4 separate regions of the Mus musculus genome follow, and all the other regions are linked to region 1. Evidence: chromatin contacts called from public HiChIP or PLAC-seq and promoter capture Hi-C data. All regions are on one chromosome and are shown on one strand. The core of a region is the stretch at or near the end of the contact, and the rest is flanking DNA. Distances in the headings are between cores, read along the strand shown. Region 1 holds the start of Crkl (v-crk avian sarcoma virus CT10 oncogene homolog-like). Region 2 holds the start of Ube2l3 (ubiquitin-conjugating enzyme E2L 3). Region 3 holds the start of Smpd4 (sphingomyelin phosphodiesterase 4). Region 4 holds the start of Hic2 (hypermethylated in cancer 2).

The links. HiChIP or PLAC-seq counts read pairs in DNA pulled down with a chosen protein or histone mark. Capture Hi-C pulls out chosen DNA fragments and counts their contacts.
Region 2: a contact with region 1 is called in a promoter capture Hi-C map of liver. The contact joins the promoter of Ube2l3 here to the promoter of Crkl in region 1. A contact is called at or near these places in 13 of 39 promoter capture datasets (the 3T3-L1 cell line, the C10 cell line, the HPC-7 cell line and 9 more), 1 of 15 datasets of contacts at CTCF or cohesin (pro-B cells), 23 of 484 Hi-C or Micro-C datasets (B cells, CD4 T cells, the G1E-ER4 cell line and 11 more), 15 of 115 datasets of contacts at active chromatin or transcription factors (the 230-238 cell line, the HPC-7 cell line, the SCID.adh cell line and 10 more) and 3 of 9 other capture datasets (adipose tissue, liver and pancreatic islet).
Region 3: a contact with region 1 is called in an H3K4me3 HiChIP or PLAC-seq map of embryonic stem cells, with 19 read pairs. The contact joins the promoter of Smpd4 here to the promoter of Crkl in region 1. A contact is called at or near these places in 10 of 39 promoter capture datasets (the 3T3-L1 cell line, the C10 cell line, the SN4741 cell line and 7 more), 9 of 484 Hi-C or Micro-C datasets (Th1 cells, cortical neurons, embryonic stem cells and 6 more), 10 of 115 datasets of contacts at active chromatin or transcription factors (the 230-238 cell line, the SCID.adh cell line, bone marrow-derived macrophages and 4 more) and 4 of 9 other capture datasets (adipose tissue, liver, macrophages and 1 more).
Region 4: a contact with region 1 is called in an H3K4me3 HiChIP or PLAC-seq map of embryonic stem cells, with 23 read pairs. The contact joins the promoter of Hic2 here to the promoter of Crkl in region 1. A contact is called at or near these places in 2 of 39 promoter capture datasets (cranial neural crest and liver), 1 of 484 Hi-C or Micro-C datasets (the MNK3 cell line), 4 of 115 datasets of contacts at active chromatin or transcription factors (embryonic stem cells, memory CD8 T cells and pancreatic cancer cells) and 3 of 9 other capture datasets (adipose tissue, liver and pancreatic islet).

Annotation. Positions count from the first base shown.
Region 1 is chr16:17,450,734-17,453,433 of GRCm38.p6, reverse strand. Crkl (v-crk avian sarcoma virus CT10 oncogene homolog-like) reads right to left here and starts at 1,449. Exons shown (of 3, transcript NM_007764.5): 1 at 646-1,449. The coding sequence starts at 956.
Region 2 is chr16:17,200,130-17,202,829 of GRCm38.p6, reverse strand. It overlaps Ube2l3 (ubiquitin-conjugating enzyme E2L 3), which reads left to right and starts at 1,338. Exons shown (of 4, transcript NM_009456.2): 1 at 1,338-1,395. The coding sequence starts at 1,369.
Region 3 is chr16:17,617,993-17,620,692 of GRCm38.p6, reverse strand. It overlaps Smpd4 (sphingomyelin phosphodiesterase 4), which reads right to left and starts at 1,339. Exons shown (of 19, transcript NM_001164610.1): 1 at 1,259-1,339.
Region 4 is chr16:17,232,278-17,234,977 of GRCm38.p6, reverse strand. Hic2 (hypermethylated in cancer 2) reads right to left here and starts at 1,391. Exons shown (of 3, transcript NM_178922.3): 1 at 1,248-1,391.

The sequences.
Region 1 (2,700 bases), core at 200-2,699:
AATTACAAAAAAAAAAAAAACTAAAATTGAATTAATGTAGAATTTAGGTAAATACACTTCCCACCCCTGAGGAAGGAACGGTGAGGATACAAATTTCTTCAAATATAATCCCACTGTCTTCTCTTGGTAATCCCAGTTTTAAAAATGAGTGCTAGAGAATCAGATTCTGAGATTTCTACACTTTCGATCCATTTTAAGGATTATTCCAAAGGCCGAAGGCCACTTTGTAACCTAAAGTTAGTTGAAAAATGCAGGAGTTACAAAAACCTTAAATGGTGTACAAGAATTTCGAGAAAGGAGGAGTCATGGCTATCTTCAGAATCTCAAGGAAGTCTATATTTTTAGCGTCGTTAATAAGCATTCTGCATTAGTATTACAGTCAAGTAAAGTGGCAAAACTGTGTATATATGTGGGGGGTTAGGGGTGCATTTAAACAATGCAAGCAGCACTGCTAAATGTCTAAATAAAATGCATCCTTTCATCCAATGACCCAGATCCTGATATTGGCCTTATAATCCGAATGTCTTCTGATTTAGAATGAGGAAAAGGAGTTCTATCCCCTACCCTACCCCCAAAATTTAATCTTTGACCGACCCTTCGCATCCGGTCAAGTTCTGAACCGGAGAAGGGCAGGAGCTCGCGTACCTGGGCGCCGGTTCGATTAAGGTGGTAGTGTCCAGGTAGTGGATCTTGTAGAACTCTAACAAGGCCGGCAAATGGTCAAACTCCTGGTCCCCGATCTTAAAGCGGCGGTTGGGCAGGGAGTTGATGATGTAGTGCGAGACACGCGAGTTCTCGGACACGGACAGTACATAGTCCCCGGGGCAGGTAGATGAGTCCCGGACTAGGAACATGCCATGGCGCTGGCCTTGGAGACGAGTCTGCGCCTCCTGGCGAGTCACTGGCCCCATGTACCAGGCAGAGCGGTCTGAAGAATCAAACCTGGCGGAGGACATGGTGTTGGGCTCGGGGATGGGCGGCGTCTGCGGCTCTCTTGCTTGGGAAGCCTTTACCCGCTGTCGGCTTTGGGGTCGAGGAAGGGCCTCTCAGAACACTTCGAGGAACAATCAGAGGGCTTGGTCAGGACGTTCCTCTAGGCTCCGGGCCCCGCAGCATCCTCCGCCACCGCCCTCCTGCACCGGGCCGCCTCACGGAGAGCCGGTCCGGGAACACTGGGCAAAGCCCCGGGGTCGAGGTGGGCGAAGCTGAGCAGTAGCGGAGGCCGCCTCGGGCTTCTCAGCTGGCCGGAGTACAGGGGAGGCTCCAGTGACTTCTGTCCTGGAACCCGCCGCCGGCTCCACAGCCTCAAGAGCCTGCACCGATCCCCGCGGTCACACGAAGCACCGCACTCCAACAAGAGTCGCGCCTCCCGAGCAGTCTTACCCAGCCCGCTCCCAATAGCCACAGCAACAAAATGGCGGACGCGGGAGAAGCAGCCGGGCACCTCCCCCTTGGTCCAGCGCATTCAATCTGCGCACGCGCGGAGCTGGGCTCTACCCCCTCCACCGCGGAGGCCCTTCCTTTGACGTCACTGGGCGCTGCCAATCAGGAGTGCGTTCGCGAGGGTCCCAGCGTGAGCCACTCGCGCGGGCTCCCGCGTTCCGGGAGGAGGCAGAGGGTCAGGCCCTTCCTGGACCGCAAAGCAGCCGCCGAGAAGCTGCTGCTGTCAGGCTTCCCGGGCTTGGCAGGAAAACAGCTGGAGCCGAGAGGGAACAGCGTTTTGAAAACCTGTTTCTGTGAACAAAGCGTAGAGTGGTTGCTGAGTGTCCGGCCAAGAAGGCGTGGCCGTCAGATGATTGCGAGCCAGAAGGCCCTGGTAAATCAGGTGGCTCAGGAAGGGCATGACCTAGGGAGTGAGGTGACCATCAAATAGGTTACTGAATAACCTATCAAATAACGCCTGCCCTAGGTGATCCTCCTTGGTACACGTGGAATGATGGTGAAGATCAGTTTGACTAATACTTTACGAGGAGGACAGTGTGTTGGTGAGGATGACTGGACACTACCGGCTGTAAAGTGTAACAAGTGAAATGCAACACCTGTGTCTGGCCTGAAGCCTGTTGCTCTGCAACAGTTCATTTCCTGCCATTCCACGTTGCTCAGTTTCAGCTCTGCCTCCCTTGACATATTTCTCCCTCCAACCCGACTAGTACCTATTTATTTAATTATTTGTTTGGTTTTTTAGAGACGGGGTTTCTCTGTGTAGTCCTGGCTGTCCTGGAACTCACTTTGTAGACCAGGCTAGCCTCGAACTCAGAAATCCGCCTGCCTCTGCCTCCCAAGTGCTGGGATTAAAGGCATGCGCCACCACTGCCCGGCCTATCTATCTATCTATCTATCTATCTATCTATCTATCTATCAAGATAGGAATTCTCTGTGTGGCCCTGGCTGTCCTGGAACTAACTCTGACCACCAACAGGCTAGGATGAAATTTTAATACCACAGAATACTGTCTTATTTACCTATATTTTGCCTGCCTTAAATCCACATCTAGTCTTGAATGATCAGAAATTTGTTAAATGAATGACTATTGTGAAAAATCACCACAAAAACAGATGCTGGATTATTGGTCATAGCATTCCCAAATTAGATAAACAGGAAGGCATGTCCCAAGCCAGTGGTGGTGACACATACCAATAATCCCATCACTAGGAGATGGAGGCAGGAGGATCATGAGTTCAAGGCAGCTGAGCTCTATGA
Region 2 (2,700 bases), core at 89-2,588, 250 kb after region 1:
AAACAAACAAACAAAAAAAGAGTTATATTGTTTGAACCAAATTTGAAAACCTCTGAATTAAGTGTCCTGAATATTCTGCTGAATGAAAGCAATGCATTCTCTTCACATTTCTGTCGGCCTCATGTTGCCAGCTCTGTACTGCTAGTTTCTCCTTAGAGCTTCAGCCCTTTTGAGACATGGAGTCTGGGGTCTTGGTGGCCTAGCCCACCATTCCCCCACTGGTGTCAAGTGATTTTCCCTTAGGGAGTCTATTAATTTTAGATAGAAAGGGCATCAAAAGACCAAAGCAAAAATCCTTTCTAATGGGCACATGGATGTTACTCATGGAGTACAGGTACTTTCAGAACTTGAGGGTGGAAGCTGGAGGATCAGGAGTTTAAGGTCATCTTTAGTTATATAGTGAATTTTGAGGCCACCTTAGGCTACATGAGGCCTTATCTACATCTCATCTCCCAACCTCCAACACTTCTCCACTTGTAAAAGCACTGAGTGAGTGTAGGGTTTGCCTTCTGGCAGTTTCTTTCTTCCTCTCTGGATATTTCAGCCATTACTAGGATCATACTATGTAGCTAGGCTGGCTAGAATCTATATTCTGCTTGCCTCTGCCTCCCTCTGCAGGAATTAAAGGCACAATCCACTTATCTTCGGCTGCCCTGCACTGTCTTATTCATGGTATTTCTTCAGTGAGCCTTCCTGAGAAGCAGATCCTGTAGTTCTTGTGTGTAGGAGGCTGTATGTGAATGTTAGTGTGGGCGTGCACACACATGCATGTGGAGACCTGAGGTCCACAGAATTCTTTCCTTGTTTGTACTTTACAGGTTTTCTCCTTGAATCTGAGGCTCACCATCAATTCAGTTAGGCAGGTTAGAAAAAGAACTTCAGAGATCTAACTGTAACTTACCTCCCCTAGTGCTAATGACCATGCTTGCTTCTGTGTGGGTTCTTGGGAACCCAAATTCAGGTCCTTCTTGATCAGGCAGGCACTTTACCGATTGTATTACGTGTTCAGTAACAGAATAACTTTCTCATCTCCCAGTTTTGATTTCTTCACAATGTTTAGTAGTGCCTGAAATAATCTTGATTATTCTATTATTTTGTGTACACACTATTTATAGTGCACCTACTATGTGTCAAGCACTGTATGTACTTGCCATAGGATTGGAGGCGCCATAAAGTAAGGATCTTTAACTGTCCAGGTCACTCGAGTCTACACAGGATTCTATAGCCCTGGGACCTGCACACAGTAGGCACATTTCTCTATTCCGCGCTCTTCCCGGTTAGCCCCTCCCCCGCTCCAGGAAGTGAGGGGGTTCTAGCCGCCTGGCCTACCGCGATGCATTTTGGGAAAGCAGCAGCACCAGATCCAAGATGGCGGCCAGCAGGAGGCTGATGAAGGTAAAAGCCATTCTCTGGCGCTGGCCAGGCGGGGGGCGGCGTCCCCGGGCCGGGACCCCTACGGCGGGCCGCGGTTCCTTGGGGCGACGCCGTTCTTCATCCCTCATTGCGTGGCCCCGCTGTGCCGCGTGCGGAGAGATCTAACGGGGCCGCCTAGGCCGCAGCCTGGGCGGGAGCGCAAGGCCGCGCTGAGAGCCGCCGCTGCCGGCCCTTCGGATCAGCCTGGGCAGTTCTCGAGCCCCCTCCTCCTGGAGCGAAGCCGGGCCCTCCGTCGCAGCGGCCGCGGTCCGGGTCGAGGACGCCGTTGATGTGTGGGCCGGGCCTGGAGGCCCCAAGCTGGGCGCCCTCGGGGAAGAAAGCCGGAGCCCCGGCTGGGAGTACGCGCCGCGGAGCCGCCCGGTCCTGGGCCGCGGTCGCCGTTCTCTGAGCCCCATTCCGCCAGCCCACAGCTCCGGGACCGGGAGGCTGCGAGGCCCGAGACGGGAAAGGAAGGAGGAGGGCAGGCGGCCAAAGTTAGGTCAGTTAGTTGGTGGTCTTTTGAAATTGTGTTGGGTCCACGCAAACTGTCGCCTTGTGACTGCAGAGTCACACAGCCGACAAGTTCCAACTCTAGGAAGGCGTGGGGTCGTCTCCCTGCGTAGCTAGGTTCTCTTTTCTATCCACCTCTTAGTCATCCGCATCTCCTTTCCCTGATGAAGGGTGGGGGTTGGTTTCTGTCGTTGAAATCAAAACCTGCCAAAGTTTACGAAAATAACTTGGTATACGCACTTTGTATCTTGAATGTATGGGAGTGTCACTTCACTAATTGGCTCCTTTGGTGAAGCATACAATATAGGTGCTCAGTTGGAGTTTTTCACGAGTAGATCTGCGGACATCCTCTAAAGATAACCCGCCAGTGTTTGAGTGCTACCTGGTAGTGCGGCCGAGCTCTCGCCGGACCGGAAATAAAAAAGGTCGCAGGAGCTGGCTCTTGAGACCAAATTTGTATTTGGTTGATGGAGTCACTGGAAACAAAAGAAAGCCATTTGCTCACTGAAACCTAGAGAGAACATTTGATAAAACTAGAGTGGAAGTGGGCACAAAACAATTGTGATCAAACCCCCTTATCTGTTCTGCGGGTGACACTCCATCATTTACCTACAGGAAAGGAATGCTAATCACTTCCGTGTTCAAACCCCAAAAGTTGTCGTCCCTTCAGCCTTGTGGGTTTCAGTTTAGGAAGATTTCGTGACTGCATGCTGTTTTCTTGTAATTTGATGACATGAATTCATCTGCCTTTTCTCAGGTCCCCTTCTCTATCCTTTT
Region 3 (2,700 bases), core at 90-2,589, 170 kb before region 1:
CAAGTAATGTGTGCTTCTTGCGACAAATGAAGAAGTTCTATGAAGGAAGAATTTGAACTCACCACCAAAAATTAGGCATAGCCCTGCAGCTTCCTACCTCCCAGTGCCTATGGTAAGAAACACAAAACAATCAAGAGCTGGAAAGAGCAGAGAGCCTACTGTGTGCCACCGATGGACTAGTGATAGCTTTTCTGTCTCAGCCCTGCTCACTACAGGAGAAAAGGTGCTAAGCTGGCAATGCCAGTCTGCAAGGAGAGAAGCCAGACAGTAGGAGTTTAAGGCAGTTGTGGTTTTGAAAGACCACCAATCTTTGCCATGTGGCAAGAGAAACAATTCTTAGGTTTTGGGTTTTGTTTTGTTTTTTTTTTTCCAATTCTTAATTCAGTCTCAGTGTTAAGGAAAACTGAAAATGTTTCAGTCCTGACCTACATTGCAAACTACCATGAAATGATCAGGGCAGCATAAAATTGTGGACTACTCGATAAGGGCAGAGATCTAAAGGAGACAAGAAGTCAACTCTCTCCTCAGAAGAAGCAGACAGTTGAAAAATCAGAGATGTCTAACGAAGGTCTTTCCACGATTCCACGAATAGGGCAACGACACTGATACTCTTGCTTTTAGGCCCTGTCACCCACGCCCGAAGCCAGCGTGCATGCAGTGCCGAAGGCCTTTGCTTCGGTCGACCCCTCAAAGTCCACTTTCTTCAAGAACTGCTTGCGACTGTTTTTGAGGTTTCTAATGACTACGAACTCCAGCCAAGCTTAGCGCGCCACTGTCAAGAACTCCCTCGGCTGACTCTGAGAAGCTGCGGCGTGCCCTCATTTGTTGATCACAACTTCCTATACCTCCAAAGTTTCGAGACTACCCTATTACATTACAGAGGAGGAAACTGAGGCTCGGGAAAGTCGCAAGGTAGAACCTAAACCCACAACGAGTTCTACTACCAAACATCGCTAGCTGAGCCCAAGGTTCAACTTTCCCTCCAAGTCCCCCTCCCTCAACTCTCACATCGAGCGTTCATCCACCCCCTACCCGGACCGTCTGCGAGGACCACGCAGGAAGGCGGCAGAAAGCCATGACCCTGGAGAGCGGCGTGAGGTTGCAGCCGGGCCCTGGGCTCCCGGCCGGCCCCGTACAGGCCGAGCTGTCGGGAGGCCCAAGTCCCCCACAGCTCGAGGAGGAACGGAGCCAGCCTCGGCGGGGACCCGAGAAAACCGCACGGTGCTGGGCTGCCTCGCGCGCGGCTCCCGCCACTCACCTGCCGTGCTGATAGCACAAATCTCGAGCTTCTCAGAGAAGGGAGCCGCCATTCGGACACTCGGCGCCTAATGTCGTCATCAAGCTGCGCCGGGTGCCACGCCCCCTTAGTTTGGCGGGAATCCGAGAGGATCAAAGTAAGGTCTGAAATACAGAAGACAACAGGAATACGCGTCTAGAAAAATAGATATAGGCAAGACTTTTCAACACTGTACTTCACTGACACAGAAATAGCCTGGAGAATTAAAATGGGACTACATGAAATGAAAAGTTTCTAGAAAGAGGTTGTTGCCCTGGTGACACACGCTTTTAATCCATGCGTTCTGGAGGCAGAGGCAGGCAGATCTCTTGAGTTCAAAGCCAGAGGTTCAAGATAGCCAGGATTACACAGAGAAACCCTGTCTTGAAAAGACAAACAATCAAGCAATCAATAATTGAAACTTCTTTGAAAGAATTCTTCCTGGTTAAGAACCAACAAATATACAAGTACACAAATAACACCCCCACCCCCAATAAACCAGGTGTTGGTGGCAGCACACGCCTTTAATCCCATCACTAGGGAGGCAGAGGCAGGCAGGCAGATCTCTGTGATTCTGAGGCCAGCTTGGTCTTCAGGGTGAGTTCTAGGACAATCAGGGCTACATAAACCCTGTCTCGAAAACAAAACAAAAATCCTCATACTTCTTAAGCTAATAAAAATTTTAAAAGTTGTTTTTTTAGAGCCCTTAAAGAGTGCTTCAAGGAAGAAACCTGCACAAAATAGATAAGTACATGCAATCCTAAATACCCATCATCCAACAGGATTTACCAAGTACCCAGCATATGCCAGGCACGGTTCTGGGTGCTGCTACCTAAATCCGTCTATCAGGGATCTGATCGTCAGGCAGCGGACAGCTTTCCACCACACCATTCCCATGGCTAACATACTGCCCTATTCACATTAAGCACTCAGAACAAGTCAAGCAAGTATGTAAAAACCTCTCGGGATGCTTGCCCTGGGTTGTTGGAGCCGCTACAGACTGGGAGCTGCAGGGCCTGGCAAGGAAAGAGGTGGCCAGTAGCTGGCGCTGTGGAGGCTCCTCACCTGCTAGACTGCAGCGAATTCTGCAGGGTGGAAGGGAATTGGGGTGGGGAGTGGTGGTCAGGGGAAGAGGCGGGAGAGGGAAGTGGAGGAGGTACGCGGGCCCAACACTCACCTTTTTCAGGGTGCTCGACTGACAGAGGCTAGACTCAGGGCTTTCACAGGTCTGGGGGAGGCCACGCTGCAAAAGCTGGGCATGAAGGGAAAAAGGTGCTGAGCACCAAGGAGATGGGCTGCATGGACTTGGGCAGGTTGCAAGTCCCTGCAGACACGCCTGCTTTGGAACTCTTCCAAATCTCATCTGCTACTCTGAAAAAGCCCCACCACAGCACGATACATACTCTGTCCATGTTCTCTCTCTC
Region 4 (2,700 bases), core at 142-2,641, 220 kb after region 1:
GGCAAGGCCAGGAGGAATCAGAAGCAATAATGTGGCATCCCTCTAGGGTTTGCCTCCATCCCACCAACCTTTGTCCTAGATTGGAAATCCCAAGTTCAGCCTAGAAGATGAGCCCCTCCACGACCTGCCGAATCTCCTGGTCCTAGGTGCAAAAGCCACAGCTAGCAAACCCCAGTAACAGTCCAGTCACAGGATTCCTATAGGCAAGGATCCGCCCCTCCCCCATCGCCACATATGTCAGTGGGGGTGGCCTCTCAGTGTTACACCCCTCCTGCTGATTGAAAGTGAGGAACCTGGAACACAGCTTTCCAAATGCGCCTGACAATTATAACTAGAAAAGATACTGTGAAGAGGGGGATAGAACACATAAGTAAATAACTTCTGAATCTCTCCGGCCAGCCAAGATCAGCACGGGACTCTCGTCGCAAGGTAGTCCAAAACTGTTCAGGGCGCGGCCGCTGAGAGTATTATCTGGCCTCAATCACTCCAAGTACCTAAGTCACTGCCCCCCAGGGAGAGGTATTTTCCCCCAGCACTTACACCCAGGCTTGTGTGCATATGAACCATTCTGGAAGATAAACAGAGAATGACAAGCTAGGGCCCCTCAGCTCACTCCCTGAGCCAGCCAGTCCCTTCCTCTTGCCACCCGACCCCCTCCCCCCAAGCCCATCTCTCTTCCTGCCAGGCGGCTGCCTCCAGCAAAGGTCTGGGGGCAGGGCAGAAAGCCCACCCAGCCACGGAGCCGGGCCCTCTAAGCCCTACCCTGTCCCTGACACGGCCAGTCCCCCAGCCAGGAAGGGTACTCGAGGAAAAGGACTGCAGACCATACACACAAGCGCAGTTCTGGAAACCGTAAAGCGTTCCAGTGAGGGGCAGCCGCAGGCGTACAGCCGTTTGCATAATGGGAGAACGCCCGCCTGTCAGGCAGCATAGCTCGCCCGACGCCGTTCGGATTAGATTGCTAATGAAAAGGCACAAAGAGCCGGCGCCCGCTACCCCGTCGACCCCCGCTCCACAGACTCGCGTCCCCGGACTGGCGCGGCCCTGGGGGCTTTGTGCCCGGAGTCCCCGTGCCGGCCGCAACCCGCCGGGCACCTGAACCACAAAGCCCCCGCCCGTCCAGGGTCCCGCGTGCGCCTCGGTTCGAGACTAGGGGCCGTGCGCGCGCTCCGTCCCACGCGCGCCCACGCCCCCCTCTCCGGGGGCGCGCCCGGCCCGCGTCGCCCTCCCTCGAGGACACCGCTTACCTCAGGTGCCTGCCAGAGGCCCCTCGTCTTGGGCGCCCGACCTGAGCTGCACGCGCCCGCCCTGTCCGCCCTCCGCCGGCCCCCGCTCGGCTCTCCGCCCAGCGCGCCCAGAGCGCTGCTCACAGCCGCCCGCTCCGCGCCATCTTGGAAGCTTGTGACGTCAGCTCCACCCGCTCACCCCTGACCCACATCTGAATGGGCGAGCGACAGGGCGGACCTGGAGGCGGACCCTTGTGGGGGCGGAACCCTGAGGCTGGGCGGGGCCGCCGAGGGGTCTGAGTCCAGGGATGGGCCAGTGGCTGCGGCAGAGTGTAATGGGGGAGGGGCGCACGGGAGGTCGCCTACAGGGTCCCGATGCAGGCGCCAGAACGGGATGGCAACCTCACCTCAAAATACTTGACGGGCAACACCCAGCGAAACAAGAATCCTGCTCTTTACCACGGGTCTATGCCCAGCCCTCAAACGGAAGACTGACCCGTTTTGAGCCTGACCCGGACCCTTCAGAACCCCCAACACTATCACCACCAACCCGGTTCAGGTGGCCTGCGCCTCTCCTCTTCCGCCCGTTTGAGCCCCTTGATCTACGCAGAGTATCTCAGTCTATAAAGTTTAGCACCCAAAGGCTGCTTGCTCCGCTGTCTGGGCTGCAGGAAGGCCTGCGTGGTTCTGATTTTAAAGGAGAAAAGAGGCCTGGGAGTCTTAACCCTAAACTTCTCCTAGGATCCTTACATCCACTCTCGCGAAGGTCGACCCGGATTGCGCAGAGGGCGGAGAGGTCCGTGTACACTCTGCTTACTTATCCAGAGTTCCGGTGACCGCCGCAGGTCACAGGAGTTTAGGCAGCCCAGTAAAGACCCAAGACTTGTGGCCATCCAAATGTATTGGGGTTCACACGGAGTTATTCTCTAGAGAGTTATTAGATGACCATCTCTCTACTTTGAACACTAAACACTAAAGCCCACCACTGTTAAAGGTCAGAAAAGTCCTAGCCAGAACCTACAGCTGTTCTATAGGGAGGTTGTGACCCAGAGTCAACATTGAAACCCAATTCAATAACCCTTCACAGAGGCAAGCATGCTTTCCGAATGTACAAGCTTAAAATAACAGATTAAAAAAAATTAAAATTCTTAGTTTACCCAATAGCTACATAGCTAATACATGATTGTTTTTACAACTATCATCTTTGAAACACCAAACAACAGAAATAGGAGTACATTTGTCCTAACAGATATTAAAGCAAATTATAAAGCTACTGCTGTCAATTATACTAGCCAAGACATAGAATACTATGCCTAAACATCCTAGAAATGGCGAAAACTCAATAGATTGAAAATGGGTGGCATGGGGCATGTCTTTAGTCCCAGAACTCTGAAGGCTGAAAGAGGCAGATCTCTGTGAATTAGAGCCAGTCTGACTACATAGTGACTTCCAGTTGAGCCAGGGCTACACAGTG